Regions from separate parts of the Mus musculus genome. Here region 1 is linked to region 2. Evidence: chromatin contacts called from public Micro-C data. All regions are on one chromosome and are shown on one strand. Each heading gives the region's core, a stretch centred on a gene start, on an enhancer-like site or on the middle of the called end of the contact. The rest is flanking DNA. Distances are from core to core; before and after follow the strand shown.

Evidence for each region. A called contact is a pair of places that touch in the nucleus more often than the background predicts.
Region 1: a contact with region 2 is called in a Micro-C map of palatal mesenchyme, with 4 times the contacts expected there. The contact joins two enhancer-like sites. A contact is called at or near these places in 2 of 15 datasets of contacts at CTCF or cohesin (CD8 T cells and the NIH/3T3 cell line), 50 of 484 Hi-C or Micro-C datasets (the 3T3-L1 cell line, B cells, the C10 cell line and 32 more), 8 of 115 datasets of contacts at active chromatin or transcription factors (bone marrow-derived dendritic cells, bone marrow-derived macrophages, double positive thymocytes and 5 more) and 4 of 9 other capture datasets (adipose tissue, embryonic stem cells, liver and 1 more).

What each region holds. Positions count from the first base shown.
Region 1 is chr7:29,039,118-29,042,838 of GRCm38.p6, reverse strand. Ryr1 (ryanodine receptor 1, skeletal muscle) reads left to right here. Exons shown (of 106, transcript NM_009109.2): 85 at 1,946-2,034; 86 at 2,130-2,258; 87 at 2,347-2,451. Among named protein-coding and RNA genes, the nearest start is that of Gm38979, 11 kb to the right of the region's middle. Within about 2 kb of position 2,383, at least 117 of the 459 cell types and tissues checked have an H3K27ac peak or open chromatin away from gene starts, as enhancers often do. A contact at or near this core is called in cortical neurons, embryonic fibroblasts, granulosa cells and 3 more, where this site is marked.
Region 2 is chr7:28,918,421-28,922,390 of GRCm38.p6, reverse strand. It overlaps Actn4 (actinin alpha 4), which reads left to right. Exons shown (of 21, transcript NM_021895.3): 2 at 3,323-3,437; 3 at 3,600-3,719. Among named protein-coding and RNA genes, the nearest start is that of Gm38978, 7.1 kb to the left of the region's middle. Within about 2 kb of position 2,455, at least 134 of the 459 cell types and tissues checked have an H3K27ac peak or open chromatin away from gene starts, as enhancers often do. A contact at or near this core is called in cortical neurons, embryonic fibroblasts, granulosa cells and 3 more, where this site is marked.

The DNA of each region.
Region 1 (3,721 bases), core at 1,134-3,633, 120 kb before region 2:
TGTGTGTGTGTGCCTGTGATGTGTGTATGACTGTGTGATGTGTGTGACTGTGTGATCTGTGTGACTGTAATGTGTGTATGACTGTGTGATGTGTGTGACTGTAATGTGTGTATGACTGTGTGATGTGTGTGACTGTGTGACTGTGATGCGTGTGACTGTGATGCGTGTGACTGTGATGCGTGTGACTGTGATGCGTGTGACTGTGATGCGTGTGACTGTGATGCGTGTGACTGTGATGCGTGTGACTGTGATGCGTGTGACTGTGATCTGTGTGACTGTGTGATCTGTGTGACTGTGATGCGTGTGACTGTGATGCGTGTGACTGTGATGCGTGTGACTGTGATGCGTGTGACTGTGATGTGTGTGACTGTGATGTGTGTGACTGTGATGCGTGTGACTGTGATGTGTGTGACTGTGATGTGTGTGACTGTGATGCGTGTGACTGTGATGCGTGTGACTGTCATGCATCAAGTGTCTTCTGTTGTTACTCTCTGCCTTATAGTCTTGAAACAGGATTTCTCACTGAACAAGAAGTGTCCCCTGCCATATATACACACCTTTACCACTTAGACCTGCTGAACCAAGGATCTGCCAGTCTCTTCAGCTACATACTAAATTCAAGGCTAGCCTGGGCTACATGATAGCCTGTCTCAAAGAGCAAGACAAAGCAAAATAAAACAAAACAAAAGAAGAGAACAAGGACAAAGAAATGGAGGATTTTATCTCTATCTATTAAATATTTGTTCAGGAAAACTTAATTAAAAAGCAATTAGAAGCTGGGAATGGTGACACATGCTTTTAATCCCAGCACTCAGGAGGCAGCAGCAGATGGATCGCTGGATTCAAAGCCAGTTTGGTCTATAGCGCTAATTCCAGGACACTCAAGGCTATACAGAAAAACCCTGTCTTGAAAAAAAACACTAAACTAATTAATTATTTAATATAAATAAAAACAATTGAAGCTGGGTGTGAGGGTAGCACAGTTGTAATTCTGGTAGGTGAGAGTCTGAGGTAAGAGGGTTTAAGGCTAGCCTGAGGCACTCTCCAGACTGTCTCAGAGAAACAGAAAGAGAAGCTGGTTAAACAGCTCAGTGGATAAAGGACTTGATGCCAGGTCTCGTGACCTGAACTCCTTCTCAGGACGCACTTGGTGGATGGAGAGAGCTGACTTCTAGCCTTATTAGCATCCAGCATGTATTAGCCCTCCCCTGCTTCACCTCAGGAATAAACAAATGAAAAAATTTACAGGATTCACTGTAGCCTTGAATGGCCTGGAACTTGCCCAATACACTAGGCTAGCTTCAGACTCACAAAGATCTACCTGACTGTCTTCCTAGTGCTGAAATTAATGACAGGGACTATCATACCCATACCTAAATAAATGAAAAAAAAATTTTTTTTCGTGTGTATGGGTATCGAGTATGTATGGGCCCTGTGTGCATGCAGTTCTCGAGGAGACCAGAAGAGGGCGTCAGATCACCGGGGACTGGAGTTACAGATGGTTGTGAGCCACTATATGGGTGCTGGAAATTGAACCCAGGACCTGTGCAGGAGCAGCCAATGCTCTTAACCACTGAGTCATCTCTCCAGGCCCATAAAGTAATCTTTTAAAATTTACAAAGAAAGAGAGAGAGGAGAGAGAGAGAGAGAGAGAGAGAGAGAGAGAGAGAGAGAGAGAGAATAGGAAAGAGAAGTGGGGGGCTGAATCCCCACTGCATTTGCTGCACGGAGAACCTCCGCAGTGTCTTTAGATAAATGTCAAATATCTAAGTGACCCTCCATCCCTGTGTGGCACACATACTTCATACTTCCAAAGGTAATTTCATGACTTCCGGCACACAGTAGGCATGAAATATGAACCCTGATCCTAACCCTAAATGAGCAGACACCATTGTCTCCCCAGACACAGGCGCTCACTGAATGAATACATGTTTCATTTCCTCAGATTTCCAAAACTACCTACGGACACAGACTGGGAACACGACCACCATCAATATCATTATCTGCACAGTGGACTACCTCCTGCGGCTGCAGGTGAGGAAGGGTGGCCCAGCCCCATGGGACCTGAGCCAGGGGCCCGAGGGACCTCGCATGGCTCCAGCATCCTTCATGCCCTCCCGGACCCACAGGAATCCATCAGTGACTTCTACTGGTATTACTCGGGCAAGGATGTCATCGAGGAACAGGGAAAGAGAAACTTCTCCAAAGCCATGTCGGTAGCTAAACAAGTGTTCAACAGCCTCACCGAGTACATCCAGGTAGGGTCCGCACTCGGGGACCTGCGGAGGCGGAGCTGCCGGCATCCAGCGCTCCTGCTGAGGCTTCAGGCCACCCTTTGTTCCCCAGGGACCCTGCACCGGAAACCAGCAGAGTCTGGCGCACAGTCGCCTCTGGGATGCCGTGGTGGGCTTCCTGCACGTGTTCGCGCACATGATGATGAAGCTGGCTCAGGTTTGAGTTCGTCTGAGAACAGCTCTTTCCCTCCAGCCATCCCCTAGAATCCCCTGATCGGCCCCTGTCCCACTGGTCGGTCCCCTAGTGCTCTGCGCATGCTCCAGACAGGTTCGCTCCCTATGGCCCAAACCCCTTCTGAATTGGTCGTCTGCATGCTTTTTCCTCTTTCCCACTAAACTGCTCATTTCCCACCTATACTTCCACCGGTTTGACTTTGGAGCCCATCCCTCCCGTCCAGAACTCTTCTAGGACAGGTTCATACCATTTTCCTTCTAATGAGGTCATCCCAGATTCTTCCAGCTCTGGGGAATAGGATGGGACTATGTTGCTAGGTTAGGACCTGGGGCTGAAGCGTTCCTTCTTTTACCCTGCCTGCGGCAGAAGACTCCCGTGCCAAGTACCCATGATGTAAGGATCCTGCTCCCAGAATACTTGCCTTGCTCCTCTACAGCTTCGTGAATGCCTCGCGCACACCTCATCCATTTTGTGCTTCTGCTTGGTCGCCTTAGTCAAAGCTTCCATGTACAGTTATGCGAGTTTGTGCTCCGCGGGCAACCACGTGGCGCTAGACACAACCTAACCATTGCAAATATATTGGTGCAGTACAATAACTGTCCGGCAGGTGGCAGACAAGTATTCCATATAATTTCCCACAAAGCAGTGTCTTAAGAAAGCAGAGACCTCCTAATTTGTCCAGAGTGCCATCTGACTATGAAAGGAATTGAACTGAAATTTTTCAGTTTCTCAGTACAGTTGGCCGTGTGATGTTGCTGTAAACTTTAAATATTGGTGGAAACACACTTTCAAGTATTATGATAATTCATCAGCCGTACTCCAGACACACGTGATAAGGGATATTCAATACAAGGAGCTGGAAGTGTGACTCAGTCGTAGAACACCTGCCTAGAATCATTTAGTTAGGGCCTGAGAAAAAATGGTGCTAGGCTTCTCTTCACCACACTAGCAGCTCCAGGCTGTGTGAAACAGGTCTTTCCTAAAAGTTTTAAATAAAAGATCCAAGATTCTCTAACTGCTATCTTGGGTCATGTGCTTGCCAGTGGTCTCAGCCCTAGGGAAGAAAGGTTGGCCAGACCCACTGATGTATTCATTCCTAGAGCCATGAGTTAGCCCCATGAGCTCTGAAAGAATTATAACTCACCCCCTCAACTGTGACATCTAAGACAGGCTCGTGGGAAGGCACAGAGCCCAGGCCCACTTAACCTAGAGATACTTGCTTCCTAGTTTGTTGAGGCCTTGGGTCAGAATA
Region 2 (3,970 bases), core at 1,206-3,705:
AGAAAGACAGATGCACATGGCATAGCCACCAGTCATCAAAATGGGCCTTTGGCATGTGCATGACCCTGAGCCTCATGTGCCAGGCAGGCCCCGTGTAGCTTTGGCGTGTGCATGACCTTGAGCCTCATGTGCCAGGCAGGCCCCATGTAGAAGGACTGACTTACATCACTCTGTTTAATCCTCATCTTAGGAGAGATTTCGGTCACCATTCAGCTTTCTGCCCAAGGTTATGGCAGTTTGCCTCAGTCAGTGGCAGAGGCAAGACTTTTACTTCCCAGAGGACATGAGTGAAGGTGGAAGGTGTGTTTCAAGGGCAAGCAGTATGGCAGCCCCTGTGAGGACAGGTGGCTGCCCCTGAGCAGTAGGGTCTAGTCATCATCTCCCTCATCTCGTGTGGGGACGAACGGGATATCTACACAGACATTCTTACAGTCTCATTTCCCCTCTGCACTGCAGGAGTCGGCCAAGGGCCTGTGCACAAAGAGGGCATCCTGCCCTTCCTGAGGATTGGTAGGAAGGAGCCATTAGTGTGTATGATTCATCTGGCACTATCTGCCCGGCCTGTGACAGATGCTTAACTGCCTTTCTCCACAATTAAAACTTAAAGCAACTACAGGAGGTGGACTCTGATCAATCCATTTTACAGGACAAGAGACAAGCTCAATGGGGAAAGTCAGTTGGAAACAGAACAAATTACCCAAGTAGCTGGCATGGAGACCCTCATCTGTTCCCTTCCCGCCGTGTGCTAGAACAACACATGTAGGCAAAGACACCCTTCAGACACGTGCCCTGGACTCTGAGTGACATCCGAGTACCAGGAAGCTCACCCTCCAGGAATTGCCTTCCTACAAGCTCAGGCTATCAGGTGTGACTTGGTCACCTTGTGGTCCATCAGCATCTTTAACACACATGAAGAGCAGAGATGGCCTGCTCAGCCTTGTCTCCTTCTGCACCCTGGGCCGTATTCCCCTTGAGCTTTGCTCTTGAGATTAGCAGTGCTGTGGATAAGACCCAAGGGCTTTGTGCAGTAGGCACGCACACCACCACTGAATCATGCCCCAGCTTATCTCTGAGTACAGTACCTGCCCACTGTATTTTGGACAACAAGAAGGATCACACATGGCAGGAGAGTGGGGTGTGTGTCTGCTAGAATCCGTACAACAATTAAAAAAGGCATGGTAGTTCACACTTGTCATCCTAGTGCTTGGGAGGGGGAGGCAAGAAGATTGAGAGTTCAAAGCCAACGCAGTGGAGATGGCTTAGTGGTAAAGAGCACCCCCAGAAGGCCTGTGTTCAACCCCCAGCACCCACATGGCAGTTCACAGCTGTGTATAAATTCTAGTTTCAGAGAATTCGATGCCCTCTTCTAGGTTTCAAAATTAAAAAGTTCAAAGCCACATAGTGAGAGGGAGGCTAGCCTCTCTTACTCCCCCAACCCCCAAAAGAAAAGAAAAAATAGACATGGATGGAGACTGCTGCATGATGTGAGCCATGGTCTGTACCTGCAGTCTAGGGTGGACAGAGCTCAGAGTAACCAACCACTTGAAGCAGTTGACAGGATTCCTGAAGTTAGGGGCAGAGGAGACATTGAGCACTACTGCCTTAGCACACACACAGGTCTTTATAATGTTCACAGCCCCAGTGGCATCTTCATTGCTGTGTTAGGTAAGAGAAAATGGATGTTAGGAAAGGTTAGAAAATTTGTCTCAGAATTATAGCCAAGTCTAGACTTGGTTTGTCTGAATTCAGACCTGTCAGGTGAAAGAAGGAGAATTGGGGCTGGAGGAGGAGGGGATTGGCAAACAGGTAAGTGAGAGCCTGCTTTGGGGTCCCTCCCCTGAAGGAGCACACAGATGTGGGTGACAGAAGAGATCATTGTCAGCGATCAGTAGCTGACACTGGGTCAGAACCAGACTGTGCAGAGTGGTGGGTCAGTCTTTAGGAGGAGCTATACCGTGTTTTAGTTTTAGTTGTTATGAGACAGATTCTTGGTATGTTAGCTCAGGTTAGCCTCAAACTATGATCCTCCTGTGTCTGCCTCCTGAGTGCTGGAGTTATAAGCATGTACCACCACACCCACATGGGTTGCATTTTGAGTGATGGGTAAGTGATGGTTCCATTGCAAGGCTACAAAGTAGGCAGAGGCATGGGTAGGTGAGAAACACCAGAGTGCAACCAGGAGGGGTCTCTGTCTCCCAGTCATAGCACTTTGCATAGCAGCATGGGTGAGTGGTTGGGTCTGGCTACTCCAGCTGCCCTCATTTGCTGAGTCCTCGCTGTAGGTTGGTGTATTATTAGACAGTGTCTTTGTCTGGAAGGCGCCTTCTGCTGAGTCTCTGAATGAGCAGGCCTGCCGGCAGTTGTCAAAACACATGATGCTTGGCCAGAGGCTCCATGGAAGCCCTTGGCACCCCGTGTGGCCTTTGCTTACACCCCAGGCATGGAATGTGCTCTTGCATGTTCCTGGCGGGCTGCCCATTTCTGTTCTGGGGGCTCCTAGGAGAGCAAAGGCTTGGGTTTTCCCAGATCCTGCCGTGGGAGGGAGAGGGCCAGTTTCCCCAGAAGATGTCTGGGCTTGTTTGTATTAACTGATCTGAGCCGCTTCTGTGGCAGAGATAACAGGCTTCAGCTTGCAGGCACTGAGTGGCCCTGCACTTGGGTGTTCTGCCACCATTTGCAGTATGCTGGGCTCTGGGACGGCAGCTTCTTACTTTGTAGCTCTCTTCCAGAGCATCTACCTGAGCTTCAGAAACTTCCCAGATACGTCTTACCTTTCAGCCACCCCTAAGGCACATCCAGTTTCCAACATTTGGAAGAATGCACTATGTAGGGAGGCCAAGGTGTTTGACCTGTGAGGCTGCAAACTATGGGTCAGAATTGGGGCTTACAGCAGAGGGCTTAGCTGCTGGGTTACCTCAGCTCCAGGGAGGCTTGGTTTGTAGAATACTTTGCTCACCCACTAGTTTTCTTGCCCCAGGTCATATGTGTCCAGTAGTAGGAAGGTCACAGCTGAGGCTACGTAAAGAAAGCCTGTTAACTCTTGGACCGGTGTCTGCCTGGGAATGAATGCCTCTTTAACAGCCTGCCTAGATCACTTTTAAGATCAGGAAAAAAATTGTATGTAGCTGAATGTGGTCCCATGCTTACATAATCTCAGCATTTGGAGAAGTGGAGGCCAAAAGACTAGGAGGCCATCCTTGAATCCAGCCGGGGCTACGTGAGAACCTGTCTTAAGGCATGATGTATATAGAGGGTCAGTACTGCTTGGTGTAAAGCCCTGATGCTGGCTTACCTCTATCCCTTCTCTGTTCCTCTTCCTTAGACCTTCACAGCCTGGTGCAACTCTCATCTTCGGAAGGCTGGCACTCAGATCGAGAATATCGATGAGGACTTCAGGGATGGGCTCAAACTTATGCTTCTGTTGGAGGTCATTTCAGGTAAGGCTCAGGTAGCACTGTGCAACCCATACTATACCCTGCTCTAGCAGGCACTGGTGCTGCCCCTTTGCCACTGGGAAGCTTGACAGTTTCAGCCTGTGTGGTAGGGCTGGGAGTGGTTTGAGTGACTGTGAAGATCCCCCTCACCACCTGTCTTCTCAGGGGAGCGTTTGCCTAAGCCAGAGCGGGGGAAGATGCGAGTGCACAAGATCAACAATGTAAACAAAGCCCTGGACTTCATCGCCAGCAAGGGAGTCAAGCTGGTGTCCATCGGGGCAGAAGGTAAGCGGGGGATGGGAGGGAGGGCTGGCTGCTAGGCTCCTAAATAGGACTTCTGTGAGCTGAATGAATATAGGAAGCGTTGCTGGTGGTGACTAACAGTGGCTCCTACACTTACTTGATAGCATGGCGGCTCTATGACCTCTACACCCTTAAGCAAAGCTAGAGTGAGGAGGAACTCTGAATTGGCCCCTGTACACATGACCTTGTTTATGTCTGTCAAGAGCACCTCTGCCTGGTCCATATGGGTAGAA